3 separate regions of the Mus musculus genome follow, and regions 2 and 3 are each linked to region 1. The links are chromatin contacts, called in public promoter capture Hi-C maps. All regions are on one chromosome and are shown on one strand. Each heading gives the region's core, a stretch centred on a gene start, on an enhancer-like site or on the middle of the called end of the contact. The rest is flanking DNA. Distances are from core to core; before and after follow the strand shown. Region 1 holds the start of Nop53 (NOP53 ribosome biogenesis factor). Region 2 holds the start of Zbtb45 (zinc finger and BTB domain containing 45). Region 3 holds the start of Zswim9 (zinc finger SWIM-type containing 9).

Evidence for each region. Promoter capture Hi-C pulls out the DNA fragments that hold promoters and counts their contacts. Capture Hi-C pulls out chosen DNA fragments and counts their contacts.
Region 2: a contact with region 1 is called in a promoter capture Hi-C map of embryonic stem cells. The contact joins the promoter of Zbtb45 here to the promoter of Nop53 in region 1. A contact is called at or near these places in 7 of 39 promoter capture datasets (the C10 cell line, cranial neural crest, embryonic stem cells and 3 more), 1 of 484 Hi-C or Micro-C datasets (B cells), 3 of 115 datasets of contacts at active chromatin or transcription factors (all in embryonic stem cells) and 1 of 9 other capture datasets (liver).
Region 3: a contact with region 1 is called in a promoter capture Hi-C map of liver, with 3 times the contacts expected there. The contact joins the promoter of Zswim9 here to the promoter of Nop53 in region 1. A contact is called at or near these places in 3 of 39 promoter capture datasets (cranial neural crest, frontonasal cranial neural crest and hippocampal neurons), 2 of 115 datasets of contacts at active chromatin or transcription factors (astrocytes and embryonic forebrain) and 1 of 9 other capture datasets (liver).

The regions. Positions count from the first base shown.
Region 1 is chr7:15,944,012-15,947,967 of GRCm38.p6, forward strand. Nop53 (NOP53 ribosome biogenesis factor) reads right to left here and starts at 2,097. Exons shown (of 13, transcript NM_133831.3): 1 at 1,819-2,097; 2 at 1,279-1,343. The coding sequence starts at 2,042. Gm24576 (a long non-coding RNA gene) reads left to right here and starts at 2,082. Exons shown (of 2, transcript XR_391165.4): 1 at 2,082-2,289; 2 at 2,450-3,779. It also overlaps a transcript of Ehd2 not described here.
Region 2 is chr7:13,008,191-13,012,146 of GRCm38.p6, forward strand. Zbtb45 (zinc finger and BTB domain containing 45) reads right to left here and starts at 1,662. Exons shown (of 3, transcript NM_001360833.1): 1 at 1,446-1,662; 2 at 1-139. The coding sequence starts at 139.
Region 3 is chr7:13,276,965-13,280,920 of GRCm38.p6, forward strand. Zswim9 (zinc finger SWIM-type containing 9) reads right to left here and starts at 1,757. Exons shown (of 5, transcript NM_177312.4): 1 at 1,680-1,757; 2 at 182-464. The coding sequence starts at 456. It overlaps Lig1 (ligase I, DNA, ATP-dependent), which reads left to right and starts at 1,862. Exons shown (of 29, transcript NM_010715.3): 1 at 1,862-1,995; 2 at 3,184-3,257. The coding sequence starts at 3,241.

The DNA.
Region 1 (3,956 bases), core at 847-3,346:
GGTAGGAGGACGTTAAGTTCCAGGCCAGCCTGGGCCACACCGTGACCTTTTAGGTAGCCTACGTACAGAAGAAGACCTTGTCTCAAAACAAAAACAAAGCATAGCTATTACTGAATCAAAAATGAACATAACTCAGAATGATAAACGCCATGTTTCCCCTTGCACACAGAACCTAGATTTAAAACTCCATGACCTGGCCTGAGTGGGGCAGATGGAACCCATTACCTTAGATGTTAACGTCCCCGGGTCCCCACACAGCTTCCCTGGGTTCTCCCGACCTTGTCAAGAAGGTTTTCATGAACAGGACCCCTTGACTCACATCGTGCATACTAAAGTGCCTGGCTGCTGGCAAAGCTGCCAGCTTGTTCTGCAAAGCCACTGGCTGTCCTGCTGGACCAGGCACTGGCTTGTTTTCAGTACCTGCTGAACCAGGCTTCCCATTTTAAGTGTTTTTCTGCCTCCTTGGTGAAAACCCCACTCAGCAAAGCAATCCCTAACTTGCCCTTATTTTCATGTCCCAGCAGGTCCCAGCCCAAGTTCTGCTGGAGTAAAGCCATCTTGCCAAGACATGTTTCCTTCCTCCTGGCTAAAAGAGATCCTCTTGTTCTCTCTGTTTTGAGACAAGGTCTCATTGTGTAGGCCTGGCTGTCCTGGAGCTCACTATGTAGACCAGGCTGGCCTGCAACTCAGAGAAATTAACGTTGTGGGTTATCATGCTTGCTATCATATTCTTTGGGGAAGGGGGACAAAAAAAAAAAAAGCTGAATGATACAGCTCAATAAAACCAAACAAAAATGAACAACAGGTCACCTTTCTTAATCATCTCAAGCTTGTTTCAAAGCCATTCAAAGTAATTCTTTATACTAAAGACTGCCCCTTCTAGTCTCCAGTGGTAAAGCATACCTTTATTTCCAGCACTCAGGAGGCAGAGGCAAGCAGATCTAAGTTTGAGGCCAATATGGTATACATGGTAAGACTGTGGTGATGAACCACACCCAGCACTGACTCGGGGAGGCAGGGACAGGTGGATTTCTGAGTTCAAGGCCAGCCTGGTCTACAGAGTGAGTTCCAGGACAGCCAGGGATACACAGAGAAACCCTGTCTCGATCCCCCCTCCCCTCCAAACTTGTGATCAAGACTGTTTCCAAAATGAGAGAGAGAGAAAGAGAGAGAGAGTGTGTGTGTGTGCTTTGCTTTAAATTATGTCATCAATGCAGATCTCACGGGTGCAAGACTCAGAGAACCACCAGCACACAACTTCATAAGAGCACTCCTCACCTTTTCTCTTGAATCCTGTGTCCACGAAGAAGAGCTTTTCGTTTGGGGCCTCTGCCAACAAGCCACTGAAGGATAAAAATGCAGACTATTTGCCAAAGTAATGCTGGAAAGATAACAGACCCTTAGGGGTCTAACTTTTTGGGCCCATCCCAACTCTTCCTCAAACCATGGGCTACACCTGGAGCTTTCACACAGAATTTAAAATGTACCACGATGGGGTGAACGTACTTTATTCTCTTTCACTTGAAATTCAAACTCTGTAGCAAAAGGTTTTAATGCCAGCACTCCGGCGGCAGAGGAAACTTGAGTTCGGAGCCAGGCTTGTCTACATACCGAGTGCCAGGTCGTCCTACATAGTGAGGCCCTGTTTCAAATTTTAAAAAAAACTAGGGGAAAACTTAAACTTTGTTGGGATTTTCGCACGCTTATTTGTTAAAGATACTATTGATAGGTCTCCCACACCGAGCCGGGATGCCCGGTCCGTCTAGCACCAGGTCGCAAAGCGCACGGCCACGCCACCGGAAGTCCCGCCCCACGTACCCGGTCGTGCGCTCCTGTAGCCGGACGTCTTCCAGGAACTGGTCGACCTCTAACCCCAGCGGCTCCTCGGCGAGCCTCCTCCAGCCGCGCTTCTTGTTTCTGGGGCCCCGCCGCCGCCGCCTCAGAGCGGGATCCACCGAGGTCGGCCGCAGCCCCAGGAAGCCAGAGTCCGCCTGGCTTCTCGAGCCGCGCTTCTCACCGTCCCTGTTACCACCCGCAGCCATCTTCTTAAAGGAAGAGCTTAGTCGCTCTAACTCCGATATCCGGTTTGGAACGTGCGCGTCTCGAGTGACGTAATATGACGCACTTCCTGTTTGCGACCATCTTGATAAAGCGTAGTTTTTACATAGAGAGTTTTACGTCTTGGCAAAAGGATAAATCATCACGTTCAGTCTCTTCTTATTTTAAAAATGTTCGAGCCGGGCGTGGTGACGCACGCCTTTAATCCCAGCACTCGGGAGGCAGAGGCAGGTGGATTTCTGAGTTCGAGGCCAGCCTGGTCTACAGACTGAGTTCCAGGACAGCCAGGGCTACACAGAGAAACCCTGTCTTGAAAAAACAAAACAACAACAACAAAAGGCAGGGTTTCTTTGTGTAGCCTAGCTGTCTGTTAACTCACTCTGTAGACCAGGCTGACCTCGAATTCAGAGATTCGACCTGCAATTTCGGGTTGGTAGGGAGTAGGCTATGTGGATTCTTGGTTCTCACTCTGAGTAATTTACCTTACCCGGTATCATAAAATTTTACTCAAACCATTTTGTTAGTTATACAAGTTTTTTGTTTGCTTGCTTGCTTGCTTGCTTTCTTGGTTTGGTTTTTCGGGAGAGGGTTTCTCTGTATAACCCTGGCTGTCCTGGAACTCACTCTGTAGACCAGTTTCATACGTGCCTTGCCATTTTTGCTTCCCTTTGCCTTCTCACTCCTACTGAACTACCCTTCTTTCCCCCAAATGCCCTCCTCCCTTGTGTCTTTGTAGTTTTGTGACGTACTGGATTTACTAGGATTTTTTGTACCAGCAATGAGTGAAGAGTTAGTTACTAGATCAGAGGCAACTGACCAGTGTGTATGCCATTGAAGGACACCCCTCCTTCCCAAATAGTAACTGCCAAGGGACGGAGTCCAGTCAAATTTTCTTTAACTCTTTTTATTAAAGAAGATGCTGGGTGTGGGGCTGCCAAGATACCTCAGTAGAGAAAGGCTGTTGCTGCCAAGCCTCAGATTAATCCTCATAACCCATATGTTGGAAAAAGCCAATACCTGCAAGCTGTTTGTTCTTGACCTTCACAAGGTATGCTGTGGTGGCATATATGCTTACACGCCGTTATGAAATATAATGTGGCAAGGGAGTATTTTTGGAGGGCCTGGCCAAGGTGTACCCCTGAGAAGTTACACCATAAAACAGACCTAGTGTAAAGGTTTATTGGGGGGAACGCAAGAGTACTGTGGGACTTGGTGAAGGGACAGAGGCAGACAAGTGGACAGATAGACAGGCAGACAGATGGGGGGCAGAATCATGAGGGCAGAGAGAGGGGACAGAGAAGGAGAGGGAACATTGGTGGTGGAGATCAGAGAGAGAGAGCTGGGGTGGCAGGTGGGTCCTTACATCTACTGGTACATCTGGCTGCCGTAGGTCATGATGTAAGCACTGGCTGGGTCCCTGAAAGCAGGCCAATGGAATTGCCTGTATAAAACACACACACACACACACACACACACACTCTAAAAGAAAAAAAAATAGCTGGGTAGTGCTGTTCATTTTTAACCTTACCTACCTACTCAAGAGGCACTGAGGCAGGAGGATGGCAAGTTCATAGGCCACCCTGGACAGCAGAATGAGTTTAGGGTAGAGAGACTGTCTCAAAATGAAAAACAAGGGTTGGGGAATGGCTCAGTGGGTAAGAGAGCTTTCTGGGCAAACAATAAAGACCTGAATTTAAGTTCCCAAAACTTAACAAAAAAAAGGCTGAGTAATTGGCCTGGAGAGATTATTCAGCGGTTAAACTTATCATTAAAAGCTGAGTATGTGGCCTGAAGAGATGTTAAAAGCACTGGCTGCTCTTCCAGAGGACCCTGTTTCAATCTCCAGACCCCATCACATCTGTGATCCACAGACCTGTGCATGCATGAACTCAGTTTTA
Region 2 (3,956 bases), core at 412-2,911, 2.9 Mb before region 1:
GAGCACGCAGAGAAGCCTCACGGATGCGCACGGTCACATCACAGAAGTGACCGCCTAGCCTCTGCCCATTGAGGGTCTCCAGTAGTGAGCGCGAAAAGTTCTGTAGGTGGATGTGGTGCACTGCCTCTGTGGCTGCCATCTGCAAGAGGAGGAGACAATGCGGATGGCTGTTTTCTTTTCTAGTCTACCCTAGTCAGATTTCCATATCCTAGTACCACGAAGGCCCCAAGCAGATCTATGACTACCTCAAGAACCAGGTCCCATTAACTACTGTTATGTGGAGGTTTTCAGAAGGGTGGGGAGGCAACTTGCCTCCTGGCCGAATCATTTAGGAACACCCCTTGAGGCTGAGGATTTGTGCCTGCCATACCCAAGGGAAGCAAATAAACAGTACATATAACAAGGCCTTTGCAACCTTGTTTCTTCTTTGCATCACCTGAGAGGTGCTAACTTTGGGCTTTGAAAATGCACCAGTGATGTGAAAGGCCAGCAAGCTGAAATTCAGTGTTGTTTAGCAATCCCCATAGTTCTTATGAACCCGAGACTATCATCCTGGCACTAATCATACTGAGGGAAGACAGATTCTTCCATCACACACACACACACACACACACACACACACACACACGCACACGCACACACACACACACACACACACACACACACACGCCCTCCGCAAAGGAGCTGGGAATCAGAATTGTCAGTTAACCCATCAAGCAAATATCTCCAGGTCTCTGGGCCTGTTTCCTTATTCAGCAAACAAGGGTGTTTCCCTTGGATCAGATTGCATACACTGCTCTAAGGGAAGAGAATCAAGATTCAGGATTCGCCCTGACCACCAGCCTGTCTCTCTAGGACAGACCCAGAGCAGGGCCCCATTTAATCCTGCCCCTTACAAAAGGACTACTGAGATCTCAGACTCAACGATTCTAGATCCTTAACACAAAAACACCCTTCCCTTTCTCTCGGAGTATTGCACACATTGTGTCAGTTACCACTGGCCTGGCCTACTGGAAGTCGCCATGCAGGGTCCCTTCCACACTCCCACCTCCAGGCCTTTCCCTCACGTGGCCGCCAGAGGGAGCCTGCGAACCGGGTTTATCTGGGACCTCTATGATGATGAATTAATTCTTCAAACCCACCAAGGCTTTGAACCTGTCTCTGCCAAGCGGCCTCCTTTTTCAAATAATATGCCAACCCATAACTCTTCCTCAACCCCATCCATACCCTACTTCTCGAACGCCCGGACTCCTCAGATGCAGCAGAACCTTCCTGAATGCCTCAGAACAAAGGCACACTCTCCCACATCTCCTACAGCATTCTCGCTACAACTCCCTCACCCATGCCATGCACCTTGTTCCATCAGCCTGTCTCACTCCCACCCTATCTATGCCAGAGTCCCCTTCAGGCCCGCTACATCTACCCCCAGTTTCCCGCCTCCGCACCCTGCCCCGATCCTGCAGCGCCCTCTTGTGTTCGCAACGTGCACACCGATCCTCACGCAGGCGTGCCGCTCCTGGCACGCCCCAGCCTTCTCTGGGACTCTGAGGCAGGGGGATGCCCGCTCGACCCCACCTCCGACTCCTCAGGCAGCAGGTCCTGCAGGTCCTCCTGCTTGTCAACTTGAAGGCCGCACTTCCGGGCGCTGAAGCGGAACAGATAGCCTCGGCACAGGCGGAACGATAGTCGGGAGCACGTTTCCGGTGTTCCTCTTTAGACTAGGCAGTCGTTGAGCAGAACTTCCGGTCTGGTCCGCGCCACAACCAAAATCGCAGAAGCTGGGGACCGAAGAGCTGGGGATCAGTAGGCAGAAGGAGCAGGAGTCCGTCGTCTCCAGGCTGATCCGAGCGAGCTGTCAATCACTCCTCGGGCCACGCCCTCAGTACTCTCAGCGGGTCTGGAGAGGGCGCTGGATGGAATCCAGAGGCTTTTTTTTTTTCTCCCAGGTGGCTTTTCTCTTACACGGGAAAAGTTTCTCTCTCTCTCTCTCTCTCTCTCTCTCTCGATTTATTTATTTTCTATTTATTTTATGCGAGTACATTATTAACTCTCTTCAGACACACCAGAAGAGGGCATCAGCTCCCATTACCGATGGCAGTGAACCGCTGAGCCATCTCTTCAGCCCCGAGAAGTTTCTCTTGAGTCACTTCTGCTCGCACCCCAGATGAAGAAGCTTTGCAGAGCTTCCCTGCAGTCATCTAAAGAACACAGGCCCACCTTCCCAAGGAAGCCTCCTCATTCGGTGCTCCCACCTCACCCCACCCAGACTCTCGGGAATTCGCTGCTCTATAAATGAATGGTTGAAGAACCCCAGCTTGGCCACAGATCAGAATAGAATGTAGGACACGAAGTGGGCTCGGAAGTAGTCAGATACCAAGGAGCAGGGACTAAGTGCGTAGAGGGAGAGAACAGCCAGAGAGTTGTCCAAGCGGGGCTCCTACGTGGTCCTTTTGTTGTCCAAGACACCCATGAACCAAACCTCTCAAGTGGTGGGTTGGCCTTCCCTTCCCCTCTGTTCTTGGGGCAATCAATCAACCACTATGTAAGGCAAAAGAGAGGCATAGAGCTCTGGGCCTCCGTGTGAATGGTACTGAGGAATCTAGTGGGTGGTGCCGCATGAGGAAGATGTCAGGATGTTTTGTTCCCCATCCTGGACCCATGCTGGGTAGCTGTGTTGTATGTGTGTTTGAAAGTCTGGGGAAGCCAGGCGGTGGTGGCGTATGCCTATAATCCCAGCACTTGGGAGGCAAAGGCAGGAGGATCTCTGAGTTCGAGGCCAGCCTGGTCTACAAAGTGAGAGTTCCAGGATAGCCAAGACTATACAGAGAAACCCTGTCTCGAAAAACCAAAAAAAAAAAAAAAAAACAAAAAAAAAAACCTCAGAGGTTGAGGCAGGAGCGTCAGAAGTTCAAGGTCACCCCCCAGATATCAGAGTTGAGCCCAATCTGGGTTACATAGGATGCTATAGGAGGGGGGGGACCCTCAAAATTTAACAGCTAGGAATGCTTGTAATCCTATTACTTGAGAGGGAGAAGCTGGACGAATGGGAGTTTAAGACAGCCTCAACCATAAGAACCTGCTTAGCAAAACAAAACAAAAACAATAAAAAACACCCAAGTAAATGAGCTGGGACAATTGCTTGCATGCATGAGATCCTGGGTTGAAATAATTAATAGCAGGCTAGAGAGATGGCTCAGCAGTTAAGAGCACTGACTGCTCTTCCAGAGGTCCTGAGTTCAACTCCCAGCAACCACATGGTGGCTCACAACCATCTGTAATGGGGTCTGATGCCTTCTTCTGGTGTGTCTGAAGACAGCTACTGTATACTCATATATACATTAAGGAAATAAATCTTTTTAAAAAGAGAGAGACAGAGGGGAAGGAAGGAAGGAAGGAAGGAAGGAAGGAAGGATGGATTAACAGCAAAATGACAAGCATAATGGTCTGGCACCTTTATCTCTTAAGATTCTTAGCCCAAGAAAGAGATCTTGCGGGCTGGAGAGATGGTTCAATGGGTAAGAGCACCTACTGCTCTTCCGAAGATCCTGAGTTCAGATCCCAGCAACCACATGGTGGCTCACAACCATCCCTAATGAGATCCGATGTCCTCTTCTGGTGCATCTGAGGACAGCTACAGTGTACTTAGATATAATGATAAATACATCTTTTTTAAAAAGAAAGATAGATAGAAAGAGACTTTGCCTTCGCCCGCTAAATCACTCCCTTCACACTGGACAGCCTTTCTCTTTGCTCATTTCTCCTCAGCAAATGGACCCTTCTCTGTGCCCATGTGGTTCCCTCACATTTTTTTTTTCCTTTTTTTTTTTTCTGGTTTTTCGAGACAGGGTTTCTCTGTATAGCCCTGGCTGTCCTGGAACTCACTTTGTAGACCAGGCTGGCCTCGAACTCAGAAATCCACCTGCCTCTGCCTCCCAAGTGCTGGGATTAAGGCTTGC
Region 3 (3,956 bases), core at 507-3,006, 2.7 Mb before region 1:
TATTTCCTGGCTCAGACTCCATCTCAGTAAGTATCCTTCCTTGAATCTGTCCTGCCTGGCTTTTCTGTACTTGGCAGAATCAGTGGGCTTCTCTCCCTGGTATTAAACCTGTGGGTTGGAAGCTGTTTGGCTCACCCCTTGCTCCCCTCCCCCTGTAGGGTCACAGCTCAGGCTCACGCACCACGCTGTGGACTTGTTGGGCATGCGCACATCCTTGCACACCAGCAGCACGTAGCTGTACTTGAGCACGTGGATAAGCCTGTAGAGTGGGGGCGTGTTGGCCCAGGGGCTTCGTGCCACACGTGTGGAGCTCTTCACCGAGAAGACTACCAGTCGCTGCTGGCACCACTTGTCGAAGAAGCGGCTGAACTCAGCCCAAGAGAAGAAAGTTCGATCCAACAATTCCTGTTCCTCCTTCTGCACGGCTGCGCTCGGTAAGGGCTCTGTCAGCTCCATCCTGGGACCTTGAGTAGAAGTGGGGAGAAGAGCTGGACATCAGACCCATCTCCACCTGGGTTACCACAATTTCATCATCAGACTGTCTTATCAGCTACTGCTGCCTCAGGTACGTCTCAGACAAATCAAAGTGGTTTCATTGTTTGCTTTCCAGATAGGAATCTCCATCCCATTTTTGTGGTTCACCTGTTGCCTTCCCAGATTCAGTTGGCATTTAATCAATTTCAATCCTAGTTCCAGTTGCCTTAGATGTGACCTCTAGGTACAAATGGAATCAGTTCTACATATCTTGCCTTTAGCTCAGCTGTGAGCATCTTTGCAAATGTATTCCCAGCTTCTTGCTAAGATTTCTCCTTCTTCCAGATGTGAGTCCTATGCCTGGTGATAATATCTAGTAGTCCCATTCATCTGTAGCTCCCTTTCCCACAAGTCTACATTTGAGTGTAACTCATATCTACTCTCATAGCTAAGGCATGAATCTCTCATCCCAGTCATAATCCTCATACACCTTTCTTCTCCCTAGGTGTATCAAATGTGCAGCTGTTGCCCCTCAGATATGACTGCCTTGAACTGCTACTTTGATCTGTGTTTTTTGCTTCCCAGAGATGCTCTTATCTCCAGATGTGCTGCCCATGTCCAGTCAGGGATCATTCGCCTACAGGGGTGTGGCCCACTTGTGGCAAATTCAACTCAGAAGTGTCACCAATAGTCATCTTTGGTCCATACTCCTAAGACTTATTCTCCTCCTGGGCCAAGTTGCAGTCCCCTCTTCCCAGAAATTGCTACTATTCTCAATGTGTATCTTCGTTTTGGACACGGCGCCTTGTCCTCAGATGGGCTTCTTCACTACTAATGCTCCCCCGGGCCCCCACGTCCCGCTGAGCCTCTTGTCCCTTGCACAGCCCCTTTTATCCAGTTCCCACCTCTCGAGACTCTCTCAACCTGTCTCTCCGCTGCTCCTCCCGGCCTGACCATCCCACATAGCGGTGCTTCTCCACTCCTAAAGCTGTGCACCCTTCCGGCCCCCTCCCCCTCAACTCACCTACCCAACCCAAAGCGGCGTCCACCTCCCACAATGCCTCGCGCCCAAGCCCAGCCCGGCCCTTGCTCCCGGGATGCCCCGCGCGGTATCCCGCCTTTCTTCCCCTAGTGCCTGGCAAGGTGGCTTTCCACCAACCCTTCTCTTCTCCCCGACTGTCACCCTTACGACCTCGCAGGCTCACCGGCTCATCCACAGGGAGGACAGGCTTGGGGCCGCTTCCCAGCATGCTGTGCGGGACAGCGCCCCTCCCTCTCCCCACTCTGTCCCATTTCTAGGCTGCCTCACGCTCTAGAGACTACAACTCCCAGCAGCCTCCGGGCGATAGTTGCGGCACGCGCTACTCGCAGGCCCCCGCCCTTGCTCGTCTCCGCCCCCTCCCGCCAAAGTGCGCGCGAAATCTGTGTGGCGCGAATTTGGGGATTTCGGGTTTGCGTCTCTGAGCGAGCGAGCGAGCGAGTGAGCGAGTGTGGCGGCGTCCGGCAAAGTGATTTGGAGAGGCAAGTGGGGACGTGGGCACGGGCTTGGGGCTGGGGTCGGCGAGAGTGCCGAGCGCTTGTCGCCAGTGAGCTTTGCAGGTTCCGGGTGCGGCCAGCGGAACGGGAATGGGGACGTCGCGGCGACCGAGGGCGCAGGAGAGAGGGCAGCAAGGAGCCGTGTACAGGGAGAGCCACTGGCTGACTGGCTGACTGATTGACTGGTTGACCAAGGCCGCAGGAGTTTTGGTGTCTGCGGAGGACTGGTGGCGGCTTGGAAGGGCGTGACTAGGGAGAAAGCCTGGCGGTGGGCGTGGCCATCAGAATTAGTGGCGCCAAGAGAAGAGGGGCGGCCTGGGGCCGGAAAGGAAGGCTTGAGTGTGGTGTTTCACCCTGGACGCCTGCTATCAATCGGTGTGGGATGCTTGGTGTTATGGGACGCTTGTAATGAAAGCAAGGTGACGTCATTGGTCAGATAGTGGTCCGATTTGAAGACTAGAGAAGCTTGGCGCGATGAGTGTCAGGAGCCAGGGAAAAGGTGAGCTTGGCTGCCAGAAGGGGCACGGATGGGATAAGACTGGAGATCTGCAGACACTTAGGGGAGGGTCAGGTCTTGTTGCTTAGTGTATATGGAGTTGAAGAGGCAGAGAAACTTGAACAGGGAGGACAGAGGGAAGTTGTCAGGGTGAGGATGGACATTTGGAAAGGGAAGCTGGCCTTTGGCATTTGGCAGCCAAGGAAGGCTTCAGATATAGCTTAGTGGTACAGTGTTTTCCTAGCAGCAACAGACCCTGCCTGGGTTCTATCTTCAGTAATATAAAGGGGAAGGGGGCAGATAACGAAACTTAACTCTCAAAGAATAAAAATGTGAAAAAAAATAAATGTCAGTAAAATTTTCTCATTCTATGGAGAGCAGTCACCATTAAGATAGATCCACCTGTATCTATCCCATAATGCTGGGTTTACAGGCATGTACAACCATGCCTGCCTGACATTATTATTATTATTATTATTATAACATGGGTGCTGGAGATTCAAACTCATGTTCTCTCTCTCTTTTTAACAGCAGGCACTCTTACCCACTGAGCCGTCTCGGCAGTCCCTGAATACACTTGTTCTTTTATTTCCTTAAGAGTTGTGTTCCCCTTTCCCCCAAGTCTTAGTCTCTGGCACAGCCAATATCCTTAGCTGGTCTTTGGATTTCTTTTTCAGGTACAACTGATGAGAAAAAAAGAGCAAGAGAGGAAAGGAGAGACTTCTGCTGCCAACATGCAGAGAAGTATTATGTAAGGCCCCTGCCATGCTCAAGGCACTTTGTGTTGTGATGTTTCCTGGGAAAATGAGAGCTAACATTCACCCCAGATAAGGGCATTGATGACAAGCCAAAGAAATGATTCCACCAAAATTTAGCTTAGTAAAACAATTGAGTTATATGGTGTTACCTATAGGAAAGCTGATGCATCAGAGGCAACTACATCACTCCTAAGCTCACTTCAGCATGGGTGATGACTTCTGAAAGTTGCATCCCTGGAGCTATCTGCTCAACCTGCAGGCAATTCCACTGAAGAGACCCCTCACCCTCAGCAATTGCTGAACTACTTATGTAAACCTTGGGGAGGGGCTAGTGAGTCTTACAACTTTCTGAGCCTCTTCAGTGTTTTGAGCTTCCTGATTCTTGCCATCCCTCTTCCTTGCAAGAGGGAGTGTCCACATAATTCATTCTCTAAAACCCTGGGTTTTCTGCTTCATAGCTGCCTTTTCTGAGAAGACCTTGAGGGAGACCTGAAGTTGAAATTTCCTAGTGTTGAGTAGTCTAGAAAATGGGAAAAATTAATTAATTAGTTAATTAATTGCAGGCTGTGGATCCCTAATGTAGTAGTTTTCAGTCATCAGTTTTGCCCCCTGGAAACGTGGCAATGATTGGAGACATTTTTGGTTCTGACAGTTTAGGGGTTCTGTAATCTGCTTTTGATATCTAGCGGACA